Regions from separate parts of the Zea mays genome. Here region 2 is linked to region 1. Evidence: chromatin contacts called from public Hi-C data. All regions are on one chromosome and are shown on one strand. Each heading gives the region's core, a stretch centred on a gene start, on an enhancer-like site or on the middle of the called end of the contact. The rest is flanking DNA. Distances are from core to core; before and after follow the strand shown. Region 1 has its middle 52 kb from the start of LOC100384030. Region 2 holds the start of Dwarf1 (Gibberellin 3-oxidase).

The links. Hi-C and Micro-C count contacts between places; a contact is called where the count stands out from the background.
Region 2: a contact with region 1 is called in a Hi-C map of ear, with 1.5 times the contacts expected there. The contact joins the promoter of Dwarf1 here to the enhancer-like site in region 1. A contact is called at or near these places in 3 of 25 Hi-C or Micro-C datasets (ear, endosperm and leaf).

What each region holds. Positions count from the first base shown.
Region 1 is chr3:10,311,241-10,318,582 of Zm-B73-REFERENCE-NAM-5.0, forward strand. No RefSeq gene overlaps it. Among protein-coding and RNA genes, the nearest start is that of LOC100384030, 52 kb to the left of the region's middle. Within about 2 kb of position 3,426, at least 11 of the 20 cell types and tissues checked have an H3K27ac peak or open chromatin away from gene starts, as enhancers often do. A contact at or near this core is called in ear and endosperm, where this site is marked.
Region 2 is chr3:10,437,814-10,445,155 of Zm-B73-REFERENCE-NAM-5.0, forward strand. Dwarf1 (Gibberellin 3-oxidase) reads left to right here and starts at 3,215. Exons shown (of 3, transcript NM_001279524.2): 1 at 3,215-3,890; 2 at 4,256-4,414; 3 at 4,535-5,461. The coding sequence starts at 3,406. The coding sequence ends at 5,039. It also overlaps the pseudogene LOC111591252.

The sequences.
Region 1 (7,342 bases), core at 2,176-4,675:
GAACCAGAGGGACATACTTAAATGAAAATAGCTCCAAATCACACCAAATACTTAAACTGGTTTGCCTACTGCCTCGTTGCATGTAGAAAAAAAAATGGTGTGGTAGATTTATGTAAAATAGCGCCAGGATATATTAGAACAAAGCTACTTAGGCCTGGTGTTAATGTATCGAACTTCAAACATGAATCTACCTTTAATAGTGATACTTAATTATCTATGCGACAACCGGCAACGTCCCTTGTTGTTCTACATTCTCCTGTTACACTAAGTGATAACTTCATGGCATGCGAATTGATAGTCCAAGCCATTTTATTACTGATGTATGAAGACTGTCTCATGATGTAAGCTTACTTGCTGTTGTGGTCCACTGCATGTCAATAGTTTGTCGTTAGCTGGTAAAGGCCCAGTTTAGGACACTTATTTTCTAGGGAACTTTTTGTAGAAAGTTAGCAGACTAGATAATCTTGTGTGACCAACGGTGTCGCCTGGACATAGACTTGGACCATGTAGTCTTATTCTAGATTAGTTTCATGCTGGAACAGACATTATCGTCATACTATGGTACACGTTTAAGTATGGTGCTTCGACTTTAATGTGTATTATGTTCAGTCTACCTATTTTTTCCACCAATCAGTTTCATGCGGGAACAGACCTTATTCTAGATCAGTTTATTTGCTCTCTGGACTAAACAATTTTGTTGGTGATTCGATCGTCGCATAATTCCTTATTCATGTTTTCCCGGTGCTGGATAGGGCGCCCAAAGGGGCGCCCCATGGTGCTGTGATTTCAGAGAAAATCAGAACAAGTTCTGTTATACTTAAACATGAGATGTACCACTTCCACGCGCACCTGTGGTGGGAGATCGAGATCGAGTGTGACCACAACCTCCCCAACGTTCCATGACGAAGAACGAGTCGTCCTCATCCTCGAGCACGAGGCCATTGGCGAGATCAATAAGGTCCTTCACGCCGCTAGCCGCTCAATAAGGTTTTGTGTTTTCAATATATTTTTTTGGACTTGTTATGTATTTCCCTGCACGTACATTTAGAAAAACATTATATAAGTACTGCAATCTACAAACCATACCCCTCCATGTGAGAAACATATCCTTACACTGGGAATTTCTTCTATTAATTTAATCTGATATTTACATGGGCAAAATATCACTTTCCAGCATGGGCTGGTAGTAAACCTGACTCAGGGTGTAAATAATGGCTTGAATAAGGACTATTTTTTAAGTTCAGTGGCCAAATTGACATGGCTTTATGGCCTCCATAGCTCATAAGCAGCATTTACCCCTCTTAGGAATTAGGATAAGACATGTAATGCCTACATTATTGTCTCGGTTCATATTGCATAACCATTGGAGCAATGAAAGCCTCACCCATTTTTGGATTGTCTAGATTGGTTTGACGCTGAAGAAGCTATTTGAAGAGGGTGTAGTGAAGCGACAAGATCTGTTTATCACCTCTAAGTTGTGGTGTGCTCAAATCTCTGGTGATATTCCAATATTTATGTCTCATGCATCTCATTTTGGAAAAACTCATACGAAAATCAGATTTCAGGTGGAATTTGGTCTTCAATGTATATACACCTGCAATTTGTTATTTCTATGTGATTTTTTTGTTTGAGTCTGAACATCAACAATTTGTGGCGATGTATAGCTGTACCATGCACTATGAGAAGGTGTGTTGTTTCAAATTTATCTTAAATTCCTAGGCATGTTTTTCCAGGGGACTACCACAGTTCTCTTGAAATTGTGGTAAGAAAACTAATGACACTGAAACATACAATTTTCAGATTTTTCATGGGAGACTCGTTGAAGCAGATGCACGCAGATACTTTCAGCAGCTTATTGACGGTGTTGATTTTTGTCACAAGAAAAGGAGTCTACCATTGAGACTTAAAGGTGACCATTGGATAGGAAAAATATTAAGTATGCACTCATGATTTTTGGGGATGTTAATTTTATTTTACAAGCACACAGCCCGAAAATCTCTTCCTTGATTCTAATTTCATACTTCGGACTGAGTGCATGGCCTGCTCAGATGTGTATCTTTGTGCAGCTTTATTATAGTTTATTCTTTTTGTTCCCTGAGGATGCTTAGTGGGTCAACTGTAGGGATCTTTCCTTCTACATACGACCTGTGGGACTCGCTTTTGTATGTCAATTATCTGTCAATTCTTCCATTTCTGAATCCTAAAGAAAAATGGTCCCTAATAGCTTATGGTTTACTTGAAAAGTTCATGAATACTCCGGTAACAGAATTCGAGGTGATATTCCAGAACAATCATATCCGGTCGCTCTTTGGTATCACAATTATTTGTCAATTCTTCTATTCCTGAATCCTAAAGAAAAATGGTGCATGATGTCTCAGTGAGTCAGCTCTCACCATGTTCAATGTACATGATAATTTAATAAACTGTACAAGATTTAATGATACTAAAGTAGAGATATATTACTACTGATGTAGTAGGTGTAATTTTAGTAAAAACATGGTTGATGGCTTACACTCATTACACTTGCCTTTTGCCACAGAATCTACTGAAAATCAATTAATCTGTCGTTCAAAATTATGCTTTTCAGGTATACTCATAACTGAGGGTAAAACAGAGTTCAGGAAGTTATTGCTCTTTTTTGTTGGCATTTCAAAATGGCAACCACGCAAATTAGAAGGCAACATGGAATTGCTCAGGTCTGTTGCTTTTAGTGATGCTAGGAATTGTCATGTTGCTGTTTTGTGTCCGTCCAGTCCCCACCTCTTCTTGCTCCTGCCTCACCTCACATATTGCTTTCAGTCCTGTTGGAAATTGTCATGCTGCTATTGTGTATCCGTCCAGTCCCTCTGTTTGCTCCTGCCTCATCTCACATTTTTTCTCTCCTGTTGAACACGGATGGCACATGCATGGCAGAGGCAAATGTTCACTACACGGCTACTAACTACTACATTGCATCCTACTATGCCACTGTATGATATTAGGAGCATAGGCACACAACAATTTTATTTACTAGCAGTAAGCCGCATGTCCCTTAGGATACAATCATTTCAATCCAGCATCTAGTTGTTTACCTTGTGCGGGATAGGGCGCCCGAAGGGGCGCCTCCTGATCTAGTCAACTATATATTTTGAGCCTGAGAAAACATACTATACATACATATAGGGGCCGGGGTGAGGGTGGTGACGAGCTAGCTACTACTACTGCAGCACCTAGTAGCTGACATCACAAGACGACACAATTAATAAGCTAATAAGATGTGTGTAATACACGTCGGCCACTCAGTCATGGATTACTCTCGATCGTCGTGTCGTCGGATTCCACATATACATACATATGGACAGATAACGGATCAGAGCACCTTTTAATTTGCCATCGGTCAAATCACAACACGTCACACGGTTCTAGTAGCTAGCTAGCTGCTAGCTATTCTATCTGCTAGTACGTACGCACATGCAGTTGTTCTTCCGAGTGCAGCTAGCCTGCTTGTATACTGTATACACATCATGCTCTGTTGATATATATATATATATATATATATATATATATATATATATATATATATATATATATATATATATATATATATATATATATATATATATATATATGAGATATATATATGAGATATATACATGCTGGTGGTGGTGGTGCATGGCTTGTTTACCACAGCATCGACCACGGCCACTACATACTTAGCGTTATGGCTGTTGGCGCGCGTGACCGGCCGGGCGCTGGGACGGCAGCATGCATGCACACGATCGACACACACCACCACCAGTCCACCACCAGGCACCAGGAACCAGGGCAGCGTGAGCATGTACGTACGGCGCAGGCCTTTACGGCAGTGTAGTGTAGTAAGTGGTAGTAAGCGACGACGACAGCGTCAGCTCGGTCGCGTAGAGATCGATGTGTGTGTGCGCGTGTGGTGGCTAGTAGAGGCGAGGCGACACACTGCACGCAAGCGTACAGGATGGATCACCATTGCATGCACGTCGTAGGATACATAGCTAGCTAGGGTCGGTCGCTGCCTACCTTTTTTTGTGTGTCTTGGATCCGATCTTGTCGTATCCCCCCTCTCGCCCGTCGACCGCCGGATCGGCCTCCTGTCACCGCGCGCGCGCGCTAGGCTCCAATGAGGATAGACGATAGGGGGTGACTAGATGAAACACTGAAAGGTCACTAGCTCTAGCTCTATATACACGGCCAGGGCCACTGCGTGAACGAACATATACTACCACGCAATGACAAGCTCTCCGATCCCTACAAAATGCACGCACGCATATATATATATATATATATAGCTAGCTAGCGTAGGGAGTCTTTTTGCACACGTACGGCACTACTTCCGCGTCCTATATATATATATATATACGCATGCGATGTCTATAGACGATTGAGATACTCCCTAGCTTGCTCCTGAGGTACATGGTATATCAAAGCATTCAAAAATAATTAATACGTTCAATACATTCTTTGGAGCGTTGATCCATGTTGAATATTCTCTCTTGTTCTTATAGACAACACATGAAACCCTTTGCTTCTATCCCTCGGTTGTATACTTGTCACTACCGGAATTTGACTCTTTGCCGAGTGTCATATTCTTTGCCGAGTGTTTTATTTCGGGCACTCGGCAAAGAGCTCTTTGCCGAGTGCCACGCAAAAAAACCCTCGGTAAAAGAAAACACTCGGCAAAAAACCCTTTACCGAATGTTTTATTTTTGACACTCGGCAAATAGTTTCTTTGCCGAGTGTCTTTTTTTGACACTCGGCAAATGATTTTTTACCGAGTGTCACAAATACAACACTCGGCAAAGAGCTCTTTGCTGAGTGTTTTTTCTCCAACGCTAGGCAAAGACAATTTAAAAATCACATTTAAAGTAGTAAATTAATTCAAATGAAAAAGTTTTCAACTACAAATTTGTATAACTCATCATGATGTACAATTTATATATTGAACATTTCTTCATATGACAAAATAAAAATAAATTTGTTCATAAAACCTATATCTCTCTCGTAGTTTATGAAACTACAAGAGAGACGTATATAATTTGTGCATATTGTTAGAACCATTATCTGAGATAAACAAATGACCAAACAACCAAAATAAACTTTGTAGATCTTGAGAAGTTATAGAAGTTTATAGTTGACAACTTTTTCATTTGAAGTCATATTGTCAACGAAAACTACGTCTGAATTTAAAAAATTTAAAATTTGAATTTTGAAAACGACTTCGAAAGAAAAAACCACCAACTTGAAAGTTGTAGGTATTGAAGAGTTATGAAACTTTGTAGTTGACAATGTTTTAGTTTGAAATCATCTTGTTATGCAAAACTATGTTTGAATTTTGAAATTTGAATTTTTCAAACTGTCTCGGATGGAAAAACCACCAAAATAAAAGTTGTAGGTCTTGAAATGTAATGAAACTTTGTAGTTGACAATTTTTTGATTTGAAATCATCTTTTCATTGAAAATTTCGTGTGAAGTTTTCAAATTTAAAATTCAAATTTTGTAAACGGTCTCGGATATAGAAACTATTAAAATAAAACTTGTAGATCTCAAAAAGTTATGCAACTTTATAGTTGGTCACATTTTCAAATGAACTCATTTAGTGCCTTAAATAATCAAATTACTCTCGATTTGTTATATTACATGGGGAATGAAAACGCAATATAAACATAATTGGTGTAGTAGTGTAGTGGTATAGTGTCTTAAACGTAATATAGACACTCGGCAAAGAACGCGATTCCGGTAGTGTGTATTGATAAAATAATTAATACGTTCAGTATATTCAGACATGATACAATAGGTCCAAGGGGTGGAAAAATTTACGCAAAGACCCACAAGGAAATCTCTACTACTCCTTATGTTTGTAGTGTAGGCGTCCACAGTTTGTGTTCTGCCATCGCACGCTCCCCGCGCCCGCGGTCCCCGCCGCCCTCCTCGCGGTCGCAGCCGAGCACAGCCACCGCGCTCGCAAATCACGGGACTCCCCTTCCATCCATGGCAGGTACGCCGTACGCGCGTCCACCAGGGCTTCAACTCCCCTCCTCCTCTCCCCATTGCTCAGTGTAGGCAGTCCCCAAATCAACGGAAGGTGTCGAGGATCTCCTATCCCGCCATCAACGGAAGGTTTCAAGGATCTTCTACCCCTGCCGAGGCCGCCATCAACGCCCTCCTACCCACGCCGTCCATGGAAGGTGCCCGAGGTTCCACCCCATCGCGCCCTCCTCCCCGTCTGCTCTGCCCCACCCTCCTCTCCACACTGTCGATGGCGCGCGCAGATCCCAGGTGGCCGAGGATCCGCCCCTGCCGTGCCCCCGCATGCGGGTATGTCCCGCATCGCGAGATTCCCGTCGCGAGAGCTGCTGAGCTCTTCTCCGCCTCACCTCCCTTCCTCTCTCCGCCTGACTCGCACACGCCCTCGTCGTCTGATTCCCTCACGCGGGCACGAGCCCGCCATACGCGCGCGCCGCCAGGGCGCTCGTCGCCATCGTCCAGGCCAGCGTGACCCCGTCGACGGCCTTGCCTTAGGATCCGCTCCCTGCTCCTGGACTATGTAAGAATTGTCAGTTTCAGGACTCCAACAATAGCCAACAGAGCAGTGATGCCATTGAAGAGAGTGTAGCAGAATTGTGCTTAGCACTTGAGCAGATTCGTTGGAAGTTTCACAACAAAAGAATAACCAGTAGCCAAGAGTGGGTACTTAGTCTATTTGTTTCTTGCTATCATTTCAAACATGTAATTTCTGCATAGTTCGTAAAGACACTTTTTTTGGTGATTAAAATTATGGCTTGATTCCAATGTGTTGCATCTAGCTTTGTCTTTCTTCCATGATAGCTGATTGTTCTGCTGTCCACTTTCTATCTTACCAGTACATATACGTTTAAATGAATTAGTATCAACGCAACATAGAAGAGGAACATTAATCTGATGCATATAAGGACAGTCCTAACCCGGAAACTGCTACCCAGTTTTTATACCTTCTGATGTTCTCCCATCTCACAAGGTGAGGCTACTGTCTCTCGCCTTCATTAGGGTTATAATTCAGTCTTTTATGCAAATGAACCTTATCAGTACAGGTTTGTGATGCTTTTTTTTGCATTTTCACCTTTTTAGATCTATGAACACTAATAACAAGAAGATGAGCTGCCCAACAATGGACCCTGAAGCAAGAAATACATTGATTTTCTCTCTGCAAATTATTTCTGTGGCAAGGTACATTGATGCATTTCTGTGGCAAGGTTGGGTACCAATTTTGTGACCTTCAGTCTTTTTCCTCCCATTCGATCAACATCTTTATTCATTTTGTTTAGGCACTTTGTAGTCTTACACGCCTCTACAC
Region 2 (7,342 bases), core at 1,965-4,464, 130 kb after region 1:
TAAGGTAATTGGTTCGATTGGAATGTGTTCGGGGGTTCTCAATCGGCCGTACCCCTTTATATTTATAGGGGAGGAGGTCTGGACCTTTTCCTAAGAGATAGCCAACAAACTCCCACATGATTAGATGGATAACCACGCACGAGATAAGGATAAACATCCGAGTTAATCTAATCTCGGGACACACGGACCGTCCGGGCCCATGGGCCGGACCGTCCGCTCATTTTGGTGTCCAACACCATCATATGGTCTGTTATATTGAGAAGGATATATTTACAAGCATTGAGGATGCAAAGAAATTGGATTATTTTCAAGGCATGAGAACCCGTAGGAATCTACCTCATACTAGTGGTATGTACCAATTACTAATATTATTAAATTTATTCAACATTACCTTTGAAGTCGTGTTTGTAATATCATTTCCTTCAAAGTTCTGGAGCAAGAAACACTGATGTTGATGTTGACATTATACATTTGAAATGAGCTACATCATAGCTTGTATGTCATCTTTAACATTTATGACAACGTTGTTTCGCTGTACAATTTTTCTTTATATGCTACTATTAGAGTTTATGGTCGCTTCGACCTAGGTCTTAGCCAATTTCTGAGTCCACCACTAACTACGAGAACATTTACTTGTGTTTCTTCAATTCGCCAACATGTTGCCGCACGTCGTTGTTACCGTGAGTTTTTTCCCTACCCTCCATAGAATATTGGAGTGAGAACAAAAAGGTTGTTTTGGTTTACAAGAACGTGTCATGTTTCTACTCGAAAACCATGCGGTCAGTGCGGGTGGGCTAGGTATGTAGCTGCGCCGTCGCGCTGTCCGTGGCGTGCGTGCACTCGGTGTCGGACTCGGACGGCGGGCAGCCCTCGGGCGCCGGCGCAGAGGATCGGAGAAGTGAACCCGCAGCCACGCTGGCGCTACGCCCCGCCACAACGGCGGCTCGCCGGCGGCCTCGGGATCCCCCACCTAATCAGTAATCACGATTCACGACTCGCCGGAAGCAGCACCCCTGGCCCTCGTGTTGGGCCTGTTGTGTCCGTGTCGTTCGACCCACCTCGAGCCAACCAGATCCTTACACGTGTCCGTGCCGTCACATGTTTTACTTGCTCGCAGTTGCAGTGTGGTGCCGACTCTTTTGCTCTCGTCTCGTAGCCTTAGGCTGACAATAAGTTTTAAAATTTACACTATCAAATTTAAAGATCGAATCGAATTAAAATCGTCGGACTTTATTTTTATTAATTTTCAAACTAAAATTAATTTAGAACCCTAACAAATTGTGAAGAAATATTTAGATCCTAATCTACTACCACGTCTTCGTACCCTCCGTTAGTTTCTCTCTTTCTTCCATCCATGGTGGTCCATATCTACTAACTAGTTTACTTCACTGCTATTGGCAGGTTGTTTACCTTTTTCTTTTCGAAACGCTCCCTACATTCCGAATTATAAAATAACTTAATATTTTTTAAAAATAAATTATAACAGAGGCTACTCAGGCATTGCACACGCAGTGGCCGAGCGAGCTAGAACATGTGTTTGGATGCTGCACCGCGCTGTTAACAGCAGCCCTATCCAGTAAAATATATGGCATGTCATATTCAGTACACACTAGAAAATAAATTCCACCAGATAGTTACAAAGAGTCCCTTGTACAAAAAAATATTCAGAGCCAATGATCCATTATCTTCTCTCTTATTAGATGTCACGAATCTTCTCATCTTGCTTCCTGCGTAGACGTAGTCAGTATAAGAACAAGTCTTTTTTTGTTTGGTCTCTCCCCACTTAGTTTTAATATCGCAACATCATTTCTCTGTTCTTCCTTTAAAGTGCCAGCTTCGTATGCCACACGCGAAACACGTAGATCTGTTTCCTCTTTTGCGCTTCTGATAGGCCGTTACGCCACATGAGCCTTAAGAAACCAGCCAATCTCAACACGATAGAAAATCGCACGAAGTATAGCACTCGAGCGTAGTACCACATCGGTAGCTGAAGAATGACAAGCGACCGGACGCCCTATAAAAAAAGGGTTGGGCTCCTTTTCAACTCATATCCTTATCAGCCTTTTAGCTAAGATAAGGTGTAACATTTGTTCTTATCAATTTAATATTTGATAGGTGCACCATACATTATATTAAATTTATTTTTTACGCATATCAGATATGACTGTGTGCAGTCTGAACACACGATCATTGTACTAGTTACTACTTTAGGACTCTGATCAAGTGATTAATGCCGTGGAACAGGCTGCTGGAGATATATGACCGTGACTTTGCTCACGCACACATGCACACATTCACCGTACCGTACGTCGATCTATATATAGCAGAGACACGCACACCACGATACGTGTCATAACAACTTTGAAAGTACGCCAGAAGTCCTAATAGTGGACTAAACCTGTGCGCCACTTTTTTCCTATTTTTGGAGAGAACAGGTCGATGGAGAGGAAAACCTAGCTAGAAGAAAAATCACGAGTCGATCTACTACATTATACAAGGTTGCTTATTGGGGGCGCTGGTTGGATCTGTGGCGAATGGCGAAGCGAGAAGCGAGAAGCGACAGAATGGGTAGTAGTACGTGAAGATTCCGTGGTGGGAGATACGACAACACCCTCGAAACTGGTCCTTAATTAAGCGCTGATGATGGACGGCAATAATCGTGTTGGCTCGCTTTCCATGTGTGCGTATTAATTGGGGTGCCAGTGCAGTGCCACCACTCTCAGGCTCCCGATCGATCGATCGATCCCCAAAGGAGAGGAGAGGAGAGGAGCAGTACGTACGAACTAGATTTGTCACTTGTGTTGCCGCAGCTCGCAGCAGCAGCAGCAGCAGCAGCTGGGTGGCCTTTCGTGCTCCACATCGCTCCAAACCCAACCCCCCCCCTCCCTCCGTCTCTCTCACCACATTTCCTCTCCTCTCTTTCCTTCCTCCCACTGAATTTCCACAAAGCCCACCGTCTCTCTCTCTCTCTCTCTCTCTCTCTCTCTCTCTCTCTCTCTCTCTCTCTCTCTCTCTCTCTCTCTCTCTCTCTCTCTCTCTCTCTCTGTTGTGTGTGTGTGTGTTGTGTTCTCTTTCTCTCAGCTCAGCCTCTCCTGATGGGTCATCGATCCACTACGCTCCAAAACTTCTCCCCTATATATACCACGCCATGTACTTCTCTGCTTCTTACACTTCTCTCATGCCACCATACCACTAGTGCAAGGTCCTAGATTTACACTTGGTGCTACACCTTGCTTCGCCCCCTTCCTTCCTTCCTTCCTTCCTTCCCTCCTTCCTTGGTCTCTAGGCAGCTAGCAGTGTGGTGCTGCTGCCGGCCGCCTATTGGCCGCCTGGGACTGGGATCCATTAATTACTGCGCGCGCGCGGCTAACCAACCAATCCCAGCGTGCGTAATCTATTGCCCACATGCCGACGCCGTCGCACCTCAACAAGAACCCGCGCTACCTGGACTTCCGGGCGGCGCGGCGGGTGCCGGAGTCGCACGCCTGGCCGGGCCTGCACGACCACCCCGTCGTGGACGGCGGCGCGCCGGGCCCCGACGCCGTGCCGGTGGTGGACCTGGGCGCCGCGGACCCGGCGCCGGCGCCGGCGGCGGCGGTGGCCCGCGCCGCCGAGCAATGGGGCGCGTTCCTGCTCACGGGCCACGGCGTCCCCGCGGACCTGCTGGCGCGCGTGGAGGACCGGATCGCCACCATGTTCGCGCTGCCGGCCGACGACAAGATGCGCGCCGTGCGCGGGCCCGGCGACGCCTGCGGCTACGGCTCCCCGCCCATCTCCTCCTTCTTCTCCAAGTGCATGTGGTCCGAGGGCTACACCTTCTCGCCGGCCTCCCTCCGCGCCGACCTCCGCAAGCTCTGGCCCAAGGCCGGCGACGACTACACCAGCTTCTGGTACGTTGCGTTGCGTGCTTGTGTGCGCGCACACCTGCCGACCGCGGCCACACCGTACGCAACCCACGCGTACGTACGTGCGCTAGCTACCTGCTTCGCTCGCTTCGCTCCTCTCGCCTCGCCATGCATATGCACGTACGGCCGTACAGGTACAGCAGCAGGTCACACGCACGAACGCACGCACGCACCAGCACCGATATGATACATCATCGACGTGTCGTCCCCCCGTCTAAGGCCATGCATGCATGCAAGCACGCCTAGCTAGCCCTTTTGGCTTGCTAGCTGACGAGGGGAGCTAGGACGAGCATACTTACTGTGCGCGTCATGCTCAATTGCTCACACTATACTACTACTTGTTACTACAGTGATGTGATGGAGGAGTTCCACAAGCACATGCGCGCCCTCGCGGACAAGCTGCTGGAGCTGTTCCTCATGGCGCTGGGGCTCACCGACGAGCAGGCCAGCGCCGTCGAGGCCGAGCGGAGGATCGCCGAGACGATGACCGCCACCATGCATCTCAACTGGTGGGTATATATTATTGTCTGTCATGTTGTCGTCGTCGTACGCGTTGCGGTTGGGTGTACATGTATATAACACAAACAACAAAAAACTAACGCCGTGCCGACGACGACGACGATCATCAGGTACCCGAGGTGCCCGGACCCGCGGCGCGCGCTGGGGCTGATCGCGCACACCGACTCGGGCTTCTTCACCTTCGTGATGCAGAGCCTCGTGCCCGGGCTGCAGCTCTTCCGCCACGCCCCGGACCGGTGGGTGGCGGTGCCGGCCGTGCCGGGCGCCTTCGTCGTCAACGTGGGCGACCTCTTCCACATCCTCACCAACGGCCGGTTCCACAGCGTGTACCACCGCGCCGTCGTGAACCGGGACCTCGACAGGATCTCGCTCGGCTACTTCCTCGGCCCGCCGCCGCACGCCAAGGTGGCGCCGCTGCGCGAGGCCGTGCCGCCCGGCCGGGCCCCCGCGTACCGCGCCGTCACGTGGCCCGAGTACATGGGCGTCCGCAAGAAGGCCTTCACCACCGGCGCCTCCGCGCTCAAGATGGTCGCCCTCGCCGCCGCCGCCGACCTCGACGACGACGGCGACGCCGCCGTCGTCCATCAGCAGCAGCAGCTAGTCGTCTCGTCGTAGCCGAGACCGATCGCCGGAGACTGATGCTGATGATGATGCATATATACATGAGAGAAATCGTCGAGTAGACTAGCCGATTGCAAAAGCAACCCCAGCTGCCGAAACCTGGCATATCGATCCCATTCTCTGCTGCGCACATGTATGCATGCATGCGCTTCGTCCGTTCGACTCGTGTGTGCTTGCTTGCTTGCGCGTGCAGCAGAACTAATTCCGTTCCGCAGCTAGCTGCTCTGCTCTGCTCTGCTGGAATGTAATTAAGTAGTAGTATATGGTAGTAGAGAAAAGATTAGCTAGGCGATCGATATAGATGACGGGCCGGGGAAGAAGACGAATTAATTAAGATCGATCGACGACGACGAGCTGTGCGTGGCTGGCTGTGTTCTTCTCTAGCCTAGTTACAGAGGCCGGCTGCTGCTGCTTCCAATCGGGCTGCTTGTCGCTACTGACGATCGTTAGTGGATCCATTAACTAATCTGGAATTCTGGATTAATGCATGTGGTTTGGCATCTGGCTGGCGTAAAGATGGGGGAGGCCAGGCCGGGGTCCCCTAGCCAGTAGCCAGGCTGGTCAATGATAGGTCTATAACCTGATCCCGTACTGTTGTTTCTCTCTCGGTCTGCGCTGCGGAGAAAATAATAATTGATCGATCCGCCGCCCGGCCTGGCGTACTCTGAACTGAACGAAACGATGGGTGATGCAAGAGCGTTATTTGCAATAAGCTGCAGTGAGTAGCAGTGGAGATGTGTAAAAATAAATATATATATATATATATATATATATATATATATATATATATATATATATATATATATCTTCTAGTTATTCTAGGTCATGGATGTGCAGTGCAGCTACGGCTGTTACTGTAGAGGACACACCTGGCTCGTACCGTCGTACACGCGCTAGCCAAGGAGGAAGAGACACGGCCCGGCTCATGTGTCAGCCTGCGCTACTACCTACGTACTGCATGCGTGCTTGTTGCCTGCTCTCGCTTCGAACAAAGCTGCATCGTGCATGGAATGGAACAAACCACACCATGCATGCTACCACCAAGGCAAGATATATGCAAGTTACTGCGAGAATCTTTACGTGTGCTCCAGTAAAATTTTAACCGTTGGCGTGGCAACATAGTATTAACTGTTACAGCGGTGCTTATTAGCTTGTCTGGAAATGAAAAGAAGACGCCAGTGATTTCACTTCTCCAAACGGGACCTGGGGGTATTTACTTGTAGTAACGTGTACAGTAATTAATAATGCGCGCGGGCACAACTCACAAGGGGGGAAGCTAGTACCAGTACCAGTACCTGCTGGGGGGGTTTGCATCTGCATGCGGCCAAGTGAGCCCCTTTTGTGTAATGGTGCCGGCACTACTTCCACGAAGGAAAAAAAAGGATCGGAGCCAAGAACTGGGCCGGGATCCTGAGGAGATCTGCAGTGGAGCTGAGACCCGGGGGAGGGGAGGATCCGCTTTTACCTTTTGAATCCTGCCTGGCCACACCCCGTTCTGCTGCTGCTGGCGTGATGCAAACCAAGGAGAAGACGCCATGGCGTGAGAGACCCACCCACCCCTTAGCCCCCCAACTAACATTCAGATCAGGCTGCAACTTGCGGAACAGTGTCAGACTCGGACAGTACTCGGTGCTGTCAGTACTACCAACGCAGCAGCGCCACTGCATCTGTGCATCATATTCTTATCCTCCTCCTTCATAGGCCATGCCAAATCAGATCATGTCTGGGCAGGATAGCTCCACGAACTAAAAAAAAATTGGGATCTAACATTCACCTACATCTATCGCGTAAAACAACAACACCGATACAATAAACTGGGATCCATCGACATACAAACCTGAGCTTTCATATGAACCGAATGACAGGTCTGAGATTTAATAAAAAGAGAGGGTTCAAGTCATCTCCAACCTCTAGAGCTAGCCTCTTCCTTCTCTCTTTCATGTCTACAAAAAAAAATCATGAGGAACTCCATTGTCATACAGGTGGTAGTAGGGGCTTAAGCCCCACTCGCCCCCACCACTACAGTAAACTAATAAACATCCGACGGCCTCCGGCGGCGGCCTACGAGGCCGTCGGAGATAAGATTATGTCCGACGGCCACAAAGGGCGCTCGGAAATAGCGCTTATCTCCGACGGCCTCGAAGGCAGCCGTCGGAGATAAGGTTATGTCCGACGGCTGGCAGCGTAGCCGTCGGAGGTAAGACTTTTTAATCCGCAGGAACCGGCGCGCGGTTCATTTCCACGCGCGCGCTCTTCTCTTCTCTTCTCTGTCTCTGCCCACGCGCCGCCGCCGTCGA